3 separate regions of the Mus musculus genome follow, and regions 1 and 2 are each linked to region 3. Evidence: chromatin contacts called from public promoter capture Hi-C data. All regions are on one chromosome and are shown on one strand. The core of a region is the stretch at or near the end of the contact, and the rest is flanking DNA. Distances in the headings are between cores, read along the strand shown.

Region 1 (4,422 bases), core at 1,529-4,028, 490 kb before region 3:
TGTGTGTTGGGGGGGGGGTAAGTAGTATGTATAGTAACTAAATTAAATTGAAATGTAGAGTCAGAAAAATGAAAATTGAATTTCCTTTGACTTTAGTCAGTTGATTTAATAGATTAGGCAATCCTTCATCTCTACGAGACTCATATTCTCCAAAATCTAAAACGTGAGTGCTAACATGACACCATTCATAGAAGAAGGGCCATTCTACCTCATAACAGATGGGTTGTGGTCAAGATGCTTGGACAGTACAAATACTGTATAAAAATCACTTGTAGTTGTATATAAAGGTATATATGACACATGAAATACTTTGTAATTTGAAACATGTCTGGTCCCAAGCATTTCAGATACACAGTGTTCAGTTTGTATGATGTATTGGTGAGTAATAGAGACAAACATAACAAATGTCGCTGGTATTCTGATTTCTTTTCAGATTTTATAACTCTTTATGTATGTCAATGTAGCAATTGAATTGATTTTAAAGACAGTGACAGCTATTGAACTGACCCTCTTAGGAGAAATAAATGAGACCAATGCATAAAACTTGTCTTGAGCTGTGTAACCTGCCTGCCAGGACTCTCGGCTTTATTGTGATATTTGGGACAACTATCTGATTGTGAAATGTGGAAGCTGCCAGTTGTGTTTTCTCTCTCTCTGTTTCTGAATACAAGGTCCTGCTCTGAAGAACTGACTGGCCTTGAACTCATTTAATTCTGCCTCTTGAGTGCAAGCAAGGGATTTTAGGCATCGCCATTATATGTGGCCTCCTAAGACTTTTATCAGCAATTTTAACTTTGCATTTTCTCAGTAATTCAGAGGCATTTGATATGTGTCCAAATGTTTTTCCCCCTCTGGTGCTGGAGACTGAACCGAGGGCCTTATGCATACTGGTCACATGCTGATGGTTCTACCCCTGGCATGTGAGTGTTTGACAGTTTAACTGTCTAGCTCGGGCTATGAAAGTCCAGCTGGTTTGCAGTTTATGACCCTTCTACCTCCCCTCCCCCAATGCTCTAGCATGCTCTGTTACCTGAGCATTTACCTCAGCTTTTAAAGTTCAACTGTATCATCCTTTTAGAGTAAATCTACGATTCCTGCAAATCTACAGAAACCTGGAAACTGTTAGAAATCACTAGTCCTCAAATATTTGATGACTATATAAAGTAAAAGGCTACTGGATTAAGGACTAAATTTAAACAGGTTTTTAAAAAACTGCTAAATTAATAATTTGATTTAAATCTAGCATTTAATTTTGCAGGTTGGTAAGATAATATCTTGTGTATATTGAAGTAATAAGGCAGAGCTTTGAATTTTTTGTTCAGTTGTATTGGTTTGTTATGTTGAAATTCAGTCACACATATGCTAAAGAACTCCAACCTTAGTTACACCATTAAATTACCAAGAATTCCTTTTTTTCCTCAGCTTTTTTTTTTTTTTTTTTTTTTTTTTTTTTTGTATTTCCCCCCTTTGGGCGATTAGGTTGGGCTAATAGTTCCTTTCTGACACTTTTGACTGTCTCATGTATCTGGTCAAATATTGGTCCCTCCTGCTTACAACAGACATTTCAGGGTAGAAAAATGTATTGATATAAGGGTTCTATCATTCTGGGCAGTGGTGGCACACACCTTTAATGCCAGCACTTGGGAGGCAGAGACAGGCAGATTTCCGAGTTCAAGGCCAGCCTGGTCGACAAAGTGAGTTCCAGGACAGCCAGGGCTACATCTGTCTCGAAAAAACCAAAAACCAAAACAAAACAAAAAAAAGTTTTCTATCATATTCGATTCTTTTAGAAAGCTCTGTATATCTGGTCAGTGTAATAGATGAAGTCTTCAATGACTTGTAGTTATCAGAAAGTTGTCTTTCCAAGGTAAATAGTCTCAACACTTGGGGTCTGAAGCAAGGGGCTCACAAATTTGAGAGCAGCCTAAACTCCATAGCTAGATAGTTTCTGTCCTAACGTTGGCTTTATAAAAGGCAGGGGCTGGCTGGAGAGGAGTTCTTTCTCTGTTTTGCCTTTTTCTCTAGTACAAATGTCAAGCCCAGTGCCTACTGTGCATTATGTTGTAAGTAAGTGTTTTCTGAGTGGATAACTGCAGAGCAGTGCAGAGAACCCACTAGCAGTGTCCGTCCTGGCCTCTCCAAGGGCCCTGCTCCTGAAGTTCAATCTACCTTAAAGGCACAGTTGGTTTTTGGGTTTTGGTTTTGTTTTGCCTTTTTCTTAAAGTTGGTGGTCAGTGATATTCTGGAGTCTAAAATCTCATCCTTCCAGGAAGAAATGTTGACCATCTAGGGACTTAAAATGTGACATTATATGAGCAGTTGAAACTATTTTTATTCTCATAGTATAACGATTACTACTATAGATTTGTTTAGAAATTCTAACAGTAAATAACTTAGTCTAGAAATGAAATAGTACTTGTTCTGGTGAAAGTTACTAAAATCTATATTACCTTAAGATAATTTTCTAAAGAATAACTCATTCTAGCATGACACCAGTAACCTTATTGTTTCACATTTGAAAGACTGGTAGTGAAAGGTACTTAAAAAATTTTAAATGAAATCTCAGTCTTAAACTTTGAAGGTCCAGATTTGATTAGAACGTTAATCTTTAGCACTGGATATGTAAATAAAGAAAATACCTTAAAAAAAGAACATTAATCTTATCCATTTGTAGCAGTGGTTACCCTGACTACAGAGGCTTGCTGTGCCCTGGGGCACTCATTTCCCTTTGTTGAGAAATAGTCTCAATTCTTACAGTTACTTAACTGAACAAATAAAACTAAAAATAAATTCTGACTTGTGAAAATTTCAGTCTTGGCATAGAAGCCCTTTGGAGTGGGCCCTTTACACCTACATATAAGATAGCTGTGATAGTGAGTATTTTTATTACGTATTTAACTTTTAGCTCCTGATTTTATATTTCTGATATTATTAATGGGAATGAATGCTTAGAATAAAGTGCTCCTGTGTGTAAGTACATGTTGTGCTGGTTCTGAAGAGCAGATGAACTGCAAAAGCAGAGGGACGCCTGGCAGTGATGGCGCACGCCTTTAATCCCAGCACTCGGGAGGCAGAGGCAGTCGGATTTCTGAGTTCGAGGCCAGCCTGGTATACAGAGTGAGTTCCAGGACAGCCAGGGCTACACAGAGAAACCCTGTCTCGAAAAACCAAAAAAAAGAAAAAAAAGAATATAGATTTGGCCTTTGAATAATGTCATTAGTTTCCTTTATTTTGTACATAAATTAAGAGGTATAGCATGGATAATGTGTTTTGTTTGGAGACAAGGCCCAGGCAGGCCTCTAATTCTCGATCCTCCTGCCCCAGCCTCTCCAGTTCTGGAATTACAGGTGTGTCACTGTGGCCTGACCCATGAATGTTTTAAACCTTTGAAATTTAGAATACATAAACTTTGCCGTCTATTTCCTACAAATAGGTTAGCGTAGTTAAACCATATAATAACTTGATTGTTGCTACTTAGACATTGGGAGGTTATGCACATAAATGATAAAAGATCATTTTTATGGTTAAGTATGTAACTCTTTAAGTACTTTAACCTTTTTTTTGGGGGGGGGGGGAGGTTCGAGACAGGGTTTCTCTGTGTAGCCCTGGCTGTCCTGGAACTCACTTTAGACCAGGCTGGCCTCGAACTCAGAAATCCGCCTGCCTCTGCGTCCTGAGTGCTGGGATTAAAGGCGTGTACCACCACGCCCGACATACTTTAACCTTTTAATAATTTGGTAAATGATTGACTATGGACCTAGTCTGATAATTTATTTCTAGATAATTTGTGCATCTTGTTTGTAGGTGGGGAATGCATTGATTTGTATAGTAATTAGATTGGTGTCTTAGTACTGTATACAGGTTACTCAGTTATTGCACCCAGTTCCTAATTAAGCTTCTGACAGATAATAGATGAGTTCCTCAGGAGATGTTTGAATGGACTAGACCTGTGCATATATGTGGAGAGAGAGTATTGTGTGCATGTATGTGGAGAAAGAGTATTGTGTGCTCGTATGTGGAGAGAGAGTGTTATGTGCACGTATGTGGAGAGAGAGTATTGTGTGCTCGTATGTGGAGAGAGAGTGTTATGTGCACGTATGTGGAGAGAGAGTATTGTGTGCTCGTATGTGGAGAGAGAGTGTTATGTGCACGTATGTGGAGAGAGAGTGTTATGTGCACGTATGTGGAGAGAGTGTTATGTGCACGTATGTGGAGAGTGTTGTGTGCACGTATGTGGAGAGTGTTATGTGCACGTATGTGGAGAGAGAGTGTTATGTGCTCGTATGTGGAGAGAGTGTTATGTGCACGTATGTGGAGAGAGAGTGTTGTGTGCACGTATGTGGAGAGAGAGTGTTGTGTGCACGTATGTGGAGAGAGAGTGTTGTGTGCACGTATGTAGAGAGAGAGTGTTGTGTGCACGTA
Region 2 (4,393 bases), core at 777-3,276, 410 kb after region 3:
TTTCTTTCTTAATAGACACCTTTAAAAATTAGGGGGGGGGGGGAGTGTGTGGCAGTGTGGATAGAATCCAGGCTTGGCCACACCACCCGAGCCTCTCCGGTGGCCCCACAGACAGAGCTCACTGGTTATTGCTTAATTCTGTATCGTTCAGGACTATATCACCACTACTGATTGCCATTTAAAAAAAAAACCTATTGAATAGGAACAATTTGAAGAATCGCTATCATAAAACATCAAGTCCCAGCTCTGAAATCGGGCAGAATTTAGATAAAAAATTTGGAAAGGTCAAGAATGTCTAAGGGTCACATAGATTCAAGCATGATCTTGCAAGTTTGGAAAGTAGGTCACCGTCCCCCTCCTTCATATTCTGGTTGCAAATGACGTGTACCGCTGAAGGTCTCAGTAGCAACAGCAATGGCTCCGCCCAGCCCTTATCCCCCATACTCATGGGTAATGGCAATGTCCACAGCCTGGGCCATGACAGAGACACGTGCGAGGATGAAGGAGAGCATTGTGTCACACTAAGGATCCCACAGAAAGAACCTGGCTTGGTGGATCACAAGAGCAACAGAGCCAGAAGAGGCACTAAAGGGACGGCTGGTGCTTAGCAGCCCTTGTAGCTACTGCAGGGGGCTTGGGATCATATCCCAGAACCCACAAGGTGACTCACAAGCATCTGTAACCACTCCATTTCCAGGGAATCCCACACCCTATTCTGACCTCTGCAGGGACCATACATACATGTAGAGCACAGTCATACATGCAGGCAAAACACTCATACACACAACATAAATAAACAAATCTTTTAAAAAGGTACATGAAGTGGGGGGAGAGGGCGCGTCAGGGTGCTTGTGGGGTGACACGTTGTTTACATTTATGATATGAACAGTAAATAAATAAAAGATAGTCTACTAAAACTGTAAATAGAGTGCTGCCTTCTAAAATACTTTCTGTTATCAGTATTAGGCCAGCGCAACATTTTCTAGTTCCCACTGTATGAACTGTCACCAAAACCAGACCATAGGTATCCTAAAAAAATGTTTCCCTAATTCTTCTATCTAATCTAGAAAAGCGATAGCATTCAGTCAGGCTCTGCATCGGGTGTGGGCTGCCGTAACCAGAGCCCCTGGGGCTGGGTTTAAACCCTTTGTTTGCTAGAACTGCCCCTCCGTCATCACCAAATACCTCTTATTAAAGAAAGTATCAGCAGAAGGAAATCTGATTAACTGGTGACTACCAAAGAGTACGGAGTACGGAGGAATGCATCGCTGCGATATAGGCAGCTTCAGTTATCAAAGGAATGAGGCTGAGTCTCTCAGGGAAGTTAATGATTTCCATAGACACTAAAATGTCATTAGCCAGTGGAGAATCTGAGGACCCACGCCTGGGACAGGTATTCACAGAGGAAGGGAAATTCTGTGAAGTCATTACAAATGTATCTCCCGCCCTCTCCCCGGGTTCCTATCGTGAGTTTGATAGGAAAGCGCTGCTCCCGTTCCTACCGAACAGGAATCACCCAGAAGAAAACAGTGAGACCTCAATCGGACCAAACACTTGACAAATTCTTTCTTGTCAGTTTTCAAGATGGTCAGAGTAGCACGGTAGCTGGGCTCTCTATCCTGGGAGCGCGGTTTACTTCTATTTAAAATAAAAACAAACAAACTCGGCCTGTTTCATAGAGCTCCAAACAGCTCTGTCCCCACCGGGTGGGGTTTAGAGCGCAGCTGCAGACACTGTAGTCTGCTTATGAGCTCAGAAATTATTTCAGCGTCTTCGTTTCAAACAGACAAAAGTAGGACCAGACAGGGCAAGCTTCTACGGCTCTGCTTTTTGAGAGCTAGTCCTACTCTTATTTTTCTTCCTGTCTAACTTTAGAATTTTGTATATGAAAGGAAATATTTGCCAATACTGGAAACCAGAAGCTTCAGAGTGTATCCTTCTAGAACGGCACCCGTTTGGTCACCTCGCTCAGTTAAACTATTTTAGGTCTCCAGTCTCCTCTTCCTGCCTGGATGAGTCACAAAGACCCACTTGCCTTGCTAACTACTCTCGCCACCTAGTGGCTGAAATGGTTAACTGCAAGATACTTGGTAAGGTCTGTAGGGAGAAAATTGTTCGCTTTTCTCCATTGGGCATTTTTTTGTTTTGTTTTGTTTTTTGTTTTGTTTGTTTGTTTGTTTTGCTTTTTCGAGACAGGGTTTATCTATGTAGCCTTGGCTGTCCTGGAACTCACTTTGTAGACCAGCCTGGCCTTGAACTCAGAAATCTGCCTGCCTGTACCTCCCAAGTGCTGGGATTAAAGGCGTGAGCCACCACTGCCCGGCCCCTTTAGCCATTCTTAATGTGAATGCTAAGAATCTATCTAGTAAGATGGAGAAACTGCTTGAATATCTATGCATTTTGTTTAAGTGCATAACATGTACATTAATCCTTCAATTTAGTGAAAAGGATACAGGAAATGAAAGGACCTATGGTCAGGAGTGGGAGGGGAAATGCAATCTGCCAGTAAGGAGAGCATTGCTGTGGGTCTCAGAGAACCCCAGGCAGCATCCTTTCCGGCTTTCCCGTTTACTGCTTAGTCCTCAGTTTGTGTCCTGTTTCTAATTCCCAAGCACAGCTTTAGCAATCTAGCGGGACGCTCATGACACACGGCCCGTGGCTTGCAGGAAGAGACTGACTGGATGGAGCAAGCCCATCCATGTGCCAGGAAGACCCACAGGGAGACCACAGCACACTCCCTGGCTCTCAGCCCTGCCTTCCATCTTGTCTTCAGCAGGAGCCTTCGTCTAGCTGGCTCGACTCACGTCCCCAGCCCTCAACAGCACTGTACTCCTAGCAAGGAGTATTTAACTGAAGAGTGAATGGGGGCAAGGTGCCAACAGGACACTCAGGACTGCCAGCCCTGTGCTGAGGTGACCAGGTGGCAGCCCCGATTAGGTGCCAAGGAGGCACTGAAATTTTCTCTAGCATGCATTTTTTTCTTTGTCATTCTGGGTATCAGACCCCGGTGTTCAGGCATGCTGGACAGGTGCTGTCCCATTGAGCTACCCCCCCCCCCCATCCTCAGAGCTAAGCCCAGGCCCCTGTCCACACTAAGCACAGGCTCCAGTACTGAGCTCCACTCCAGCCCGTCTACAGGAACCATTTTAAGGAAGGACTCAGTTTCCATAAACTGACTGAAAGGGCCTCTCTGGGACACTGGGCTAACCACAACATTGGCCAGGGAGGAATCAGAGACAATAAAACAAACTAATTTTTCAAAAACAAAAAACAAAAAAACCAAACAAACAACAACAAAACAAACAAACAAACAAAAAAACAGAATGAAGAGCAAACCATTACAGAAACAAACAAGCAGACCTTCTGTCTGACTGTAAGACTGACAGGTTCATCCGTGAATCCTTGGGTCCCGGGGATGAACACCAGGTAGACACCAGTGAGAGGGTAGAGGGACCCTGGTGAGCCCAAGGTCTTCTGGCTCTGAATCCTCTGCCACAGTGGCCTTCAGGGACCTGGGAGGCAAAGCCATCTTTGTGTGCCTAGCATGAGAGGGCACCACTGATCATAGTGGCTTTCCTGTCTCCCTCCAAAAGTCTCTCAGTCACAGTGACTGTGTGGTCACCTGGGCCATGGTGACTCTGAGACCCACTTCAAGCCTCATCTACAGTGGGTGTCATGACGTATTTGTGAGCAGCAATGATATTCCAGTATAGCAGGCTCCTGGGCTGTTCACACAAAGCTCATGAAGAGGCCAGCCTGTGTGACTTCACACATCATGACTGGAGCAGGAGGGCCTACACTGGTTATCCATTTTGTTAACTTCAGTTCTAAGGGGACTGGAAATACATTTCTGTAATAAACCACTATGTCCTTCAGAGAAAATATATGTTGGACCAAATGGCCCTTCTCTCAACTTCCAATAGTGAATAATTCTGAGCCCAAGAAATGTTCTCATATTCATTAATAAAATATAGAATATGCTGGTGGTTGGGGTGGTGGCACATGCATTTAATCCCAGCACTCAGGAGGCAGAGCAGGGAAATCTCTTGTCAGTTTGAAGCCAGTCTGGTCTACAAAGCAAGTTCCAGACCACTAAGGGTTATATAGTGAAACTCTGTCTCAAAACAAAAGCAAACAAAGAAATGAACGGAACACAGAGTGACTACCATTCAGTTTATTCACTCCGAATGTTTGCTCCCTTTAGATGGTAAGGTTGCAAATGTCCAACCCTGAGCGGAAAGCGATAAGGAGACCTCGTATATTAACCAGACGCACCGTCACCGGCATTCTGAACATTCAACAACTCTTGCTTGTTTGCTTCAAAAATAATTCAGATGCTGCCTTAAGCAGGCAGGTACGAGAGGCAGGCCGGTGGCCCAGGCCAGACACAAGT
Region 3 (4,218 bases), core at 1,143-3,642:
CTTACAGGCACAGCCGGGATGAAGGACGGTTGCTTCAGGACCTGGGTGAGGTTCCTGGCTTCCTCTTCGGTGCAGATTTCCTCACTCTCCTAGGATGGACACGGCTTCCCGTGGGTGAGGGCCTAAAGAAAAAGAGACTTCCAAGCTTAGACTTCCTCCTAGGACCTTTCCCATAGCCACAAATACAAAATCATGAGTTCTGAAACGTCCCCTCCGTGGTCACGATAGGGCCTTCTGTGGGGCTGTCAGCATTCCTTGTTAAAAGATTCATTTCTTTCTTTTGCGTGTTGGTATGAACATGCCATGCACATTATCTGAAGGCAGGGGACAACTTGTGGGGGTCTGCTCTCTGCTTCCATCGTGTGGCCCTTAGGGACTGAACTCAGGTCATCAGGTTTGGTGGCAGCCACCTTTACCTACTGAGGGGTCTTGGAGACCCTTTATCCTTCATTTCTTGACTTGAGCGATAGTTTCCAAGTATTTGCCTGGTAATAACTCATTAAACTGCACATTTGCATTCTGTGTACTTTTTCTGAATGTATGTTGTAATTTGCAATGTAGGAAGATGAGAGAGAGAGAGAGAGAGAGAGAGAGAGAGAGAGAGAGAGAGATTGGAGAGAGCATTTTTCCTGACTCCAAGTCCGATCAGTGAAGCAGCATCCATCTGCACCTGCCTCGATGGGGTCCCCGGACCTGGGCTCAGCTCTGAGTTGTCACTGTCCCCACTGAGACACAAACACTTCCACACAAAGTAAGTTAGTTTTTAAACAAGGAATGTTGGCCGCACTGCGGTCGTCCTTACTGTCACTGACTGTGGAGGGCACATTTCAGAATTCGTGATTTTATATTTGTGGGTGTCATTTTAAAGAGGAGCCCAGAGGCCCAAGAAGCAGTGTGACTCAAACTAGATCCGAAAGTGAAGGTGAGATTTAGACAAGTGAACATTTTACTTGAGGGAGCAGTGTGAACAAACATTGCTAAGTGGAACTGGACTTGTGCATTTGGGGTCTGAAGCAGCAAAGAGACCCTGCTATTGTGTGTGGGGTAGATGCTGGGAGTTATGTGTGCCTTAGAGATCTGATCTGCTGGGCAAATGCCACTTCCAAGGCCTTGTGCAAAAGCAATCATGAGGTTTCTCAGTTTGGTTTGCTGTTTTGCTTAAATCACAGGCCAGTGTGAGCTCATAATCTCTGTCCCAGACAGGCAGAAAGTTACATCTGCCAGACACGTGACCTGGATACCGAGTTCCTGTAGACACATTTGCTCCAGCCCCGAATTTCAGCCCGGCCCATCCAGGCCTGAATTTCAGCCCAGTCCACCCCACAGCTGCTTCCAAGTCCAGTACCAACGAATGCTGGTGCCCAGGGAGGGAGCCACAAGGCTTGTGGACTGCAGCATCAGGAAGGGGGAATTGCAACTAGCTATGAGATGATCCACCCTCACCCCCAGACCAGGGCCTCGGAATTCAGAACTTTACCCACTATTTCTGAGAGTCTGGCTGTGTCTGGACTGGGGACAAGGACACCGAGACATGTTAGAAGAGTCCGTGAACTCCAGACAGGGTTACTAAGTTTAACAAGGAGGCCAAGCTAGTGAGAGTCAGGTCTGCTCTAGATCCTTTATGTTCAAACAGGGGCTGCAATGTGAAGCGGCAAATAGGGTTGTCCGAGGCAATTAGCGTCCACGAAGACCGACTCTGCGTACCACTATGATAAACCCTCCCTTTCATTTAAGGCCACGCTATGTAGATGCTGTCACGTTCCATTATACTCCTGAGGAAGCTGGGGGGGCTGGGGGAGGGGATCCGGCTGCTTCAGCAAAATCACATGCGTGGTCAGTGAAGAGCGGGGTGGGAGCTTCAGGCAGCCTCACTGTGGAGCCTGCACGGTGGAAGCTGGCCCTGTCTGGGCATGGAGAAGTGCCTCCACCATGAAAAGAAGCCCAGCAGCCTGTGATAGGAGTGCTCTCTTAAAGACCATCTGGTGAATTGTCGTTAGACGGCTTTCTCATTAAACAGCCTTCCGATTTGGCTCCACAGGCCAAATAAGAGAGGCCATGACCCACCAGCACGGCAGCTGTATTTTTCATTAGTAAATTAATAAACTGGCTGACTGGGTCTGTACACATGTCAGTTAAGGGAAGCCCACCCCAGAGTGGGGCCAACTCTGTGCCTACTTAATTGAGATTCTGAGCGTGAAAGACAAGCCCAGCCACAGTCCAGGTGCCAAGGAACCCTCTCTCGGACTCTTTGTGGCAGAGCTGGCCAGCCCTCCGAAGGGGTAGACTGGCTCTGTGAATTCGAGCTGCCTGGTCAGACGGCCGTAATCATCTGTTCAGAAGGGTCCGCAGTGCCAGGTTCCAGTGAGCGTTCCAAATTCCACATTCTGTGTCAGACTCCCGGCGCCAGACCAAAGGCAGCTCCTGGCATGGAAGTGGTAAGGGCTCAGCTAGAGTGTCTATTCCTCCACACATGTCCGGGTGTCCGACATTTCACACCCCTTACCCTTCATCTAGGGTGGCTCCCAAAGTTGGTGACCTTTGGAGTTACTCAGGGAGCCTTTTTTTTTTTTTTTTTTTTAAAGACAGGGTTTCTCTGTATAGCCCTGGCTGCCCTGGAACTCACTTTGTAGACCAGGCTGGCTTCGAACTCAGAAATCTGCCTGCCTCTGCCTCCTGAGTGCTGGGTGCGCCACCACGTCCGGCTTTCGGGGAGCCTTTTAAAACTTATTTCATCGATATGTCTTGTGTAGGAGCAGGGAGTGTTTTTGCTCTAGTCATAAAAAACCTTAGTTTTCAAAAGTATACCTCCAAATAACATAAGATAAATAATATGCTTTTCAGAAAGATTATCTGATTTAGGAACTTGCTACGTGGGTCTAGTCAGCCTGGGACTTACTCTGTGGAAAGGCTGGCATTAGATTCACAGAGATCTGCCTGCCTCTGCCCACCAGGAGCTGGGATCAGAGGCTTGAGCTGCCACACCTGGCTGTTTTGAGAATTTAAAATTACGTGAATGTGTATCAGGGCACAGGTGTGAAGCTAAAGGAAAACTGACCAGAGCTGGGGTCTTCCACCATGTGCGTGCCGTGGATTGAACTCAGATCCTCAGGCTTGGTGGCAAGTGCTGTTACCCACGGAGCCATCTTAGTAGTCCTGCTTATGCTTTGAATATCTTTCTAATTCAATTGTTCTTTAGCTCTAAAAAATTATTTAGTCCTTTTTATATTTTGGATATTCTTATTTTGTTCATATATTTTCCTGAGCCTGATGAGATTTGAGTTTTTAAATCAATTTCTTTGATAATTTCATATATGTATATAATACATTCTGCTCACAGGTATCCCTTCACCCTCCTTACGCTCTGTGCCCACACCTCCCACTGTGCCTCCTGTCCTCTCACCAAAGCGTCACCATATTTTCTTGACTTTTAGTTTTGTTGATTTTACTTTGTTTTTTGTTTTGTGACCCACTGAGTTTAACCAGATCACTCACGTGGGTGTGGATGGAGTGATGTCACTCGTGGGTGGCGGCATCACTAAAGAAATGACTTTCTGTCCTGCAGCAGGTCAGGCTTCCGCTAGCTTCCCTGGGTGTGTGGGACCCCACTGACCCCTCCTCTGTCTAAGACCGAATGCTCGTGAGTTCAGTCTTAGGTGGGCCCCATACAGGCAACTACAGCGGTTGTAAGCTCACTAGTGCCTTGGCCGTATCATGCCATTGGGACAGCATTTTATGGCCCGAGTAGGGAAGATCTTTTAACGTCTTCTGTTTTCATTTTTGGTTATTTGTTTTTGTGGGTTTTTTTTTTTTTTTTTTTTTTTGGTGTGTTTTGTTTGATTTTGGTGTGCAAGGATAAAAGCCAGGGTCAAGGGCTTATTAAGTAAATGCTCTACCAGGATTTTCCTCCTCCTCTTCCTTTCCTTCCTCCTTTTCCTCCTCCTCCTCTTTCTCTCTTTCCTCCTGCCCCTCCTCCTGTCCCTCCTCCTGCTCCTCCTCCTCCTGCCCCTCCTCCTGCCCCTCCTCCTGCTCTTCCTTCTGCCCCTCCTCCTTTTCCTCCTCCTCCTCCTGCCCCGCCTCCTTTTCCTCCTCCTCCTCCTGCCCCGCCTCCTTTTCCTCCTCCTCCTCGTTCTCTCTTTCCTCCTGCTCCATTACCATTGGAGGAGGACGTGTATATGACAAAAGTCTGTGAATGAGGATGTGCACTGATTATCATTGTCA

Evidence for each region. Promoter capture Hi-C pulls out the DNA fragments that hold promoters and counts their contacts.
Region 1: a contact with region 3 is called in a promoter capture Hi-C map of pre-B cells, with 2.9 times the contacts expected there. The contact joins the enhancer-like site here to the promoter of Atp6v1e2 in region 3. A contact is called at or near these places in 6 of 39 promoter capture datasets (the 3T3-L1 cell line, cranial neural crest, liver and 2 more) and 1 of 115 datasets of contacts at active chromatin or transcription factors (memory CD8 T cells).
Region 2: a promoter capture Hi-C map of liver shows a contact between it and region 3, with 2.7 times the contacts expected there. The contact joins the enhancer-like site here to the promoter of Atp6v1e2 in region 3. A contact is called at or near these places in 8 of 39 promoter capture datasets (the 3T3-L1 cell line, 3T3-L1-derived adipocytes, cranial neural crest and 5 more) and 3 of 115 datasets of contacts at active chromatin or transcription factors (embryonic basal ganglia, embryonic limb bud and stem cell-derived neural progenitor cells).

Annotation. Positions count from the first base shown.
Region 1 is chr17:87,437,952-87,442,373 of GRCm38.p6, reverse strand. All of the region lies in intron 2 of Calm2 (calmodulin 2), which reads left to right. Among named protein-coding and RNA genes, the nearest start is that of Calm2, 6.8 kb to the left of the region's middle. Within about 2 kb of position 2,778, at least 15 of the 459 cell types and tissues checked have an H3K27ac peak or open chromatin away from gene starts, as enhancers often do.
Region 2 is chr17:86,533,659-86,538,051 of GRCm38.p6, reverse strand. All of the region lies in intron 10 of Prkce (protein kinase C, epsilon), which reads right to left. Among named protein-coding and RNA genes, the nearest start is that of Gm30284, 91 kb to the right of the region's middle. Within about 2 kb of position 2,026, at least 124 of the 459 cell types and tissues checked have an H3K27ac peak or open chromatin away from gene starts, as enhancers often do. A contact at or near this core is called in liver, where this site is marked.
Region 3 is chr17:86,946,061-86,950,278 of GRCm38.p6, reverse strand. It overlaps Atp6v1e2 (ATPase, H+ transporting, lysosomal V1 subunit E2), which reads left to right and starts at 2,392. Exons shown (of 2, transcript NM_029121.3): 1 at 2,392-2,435.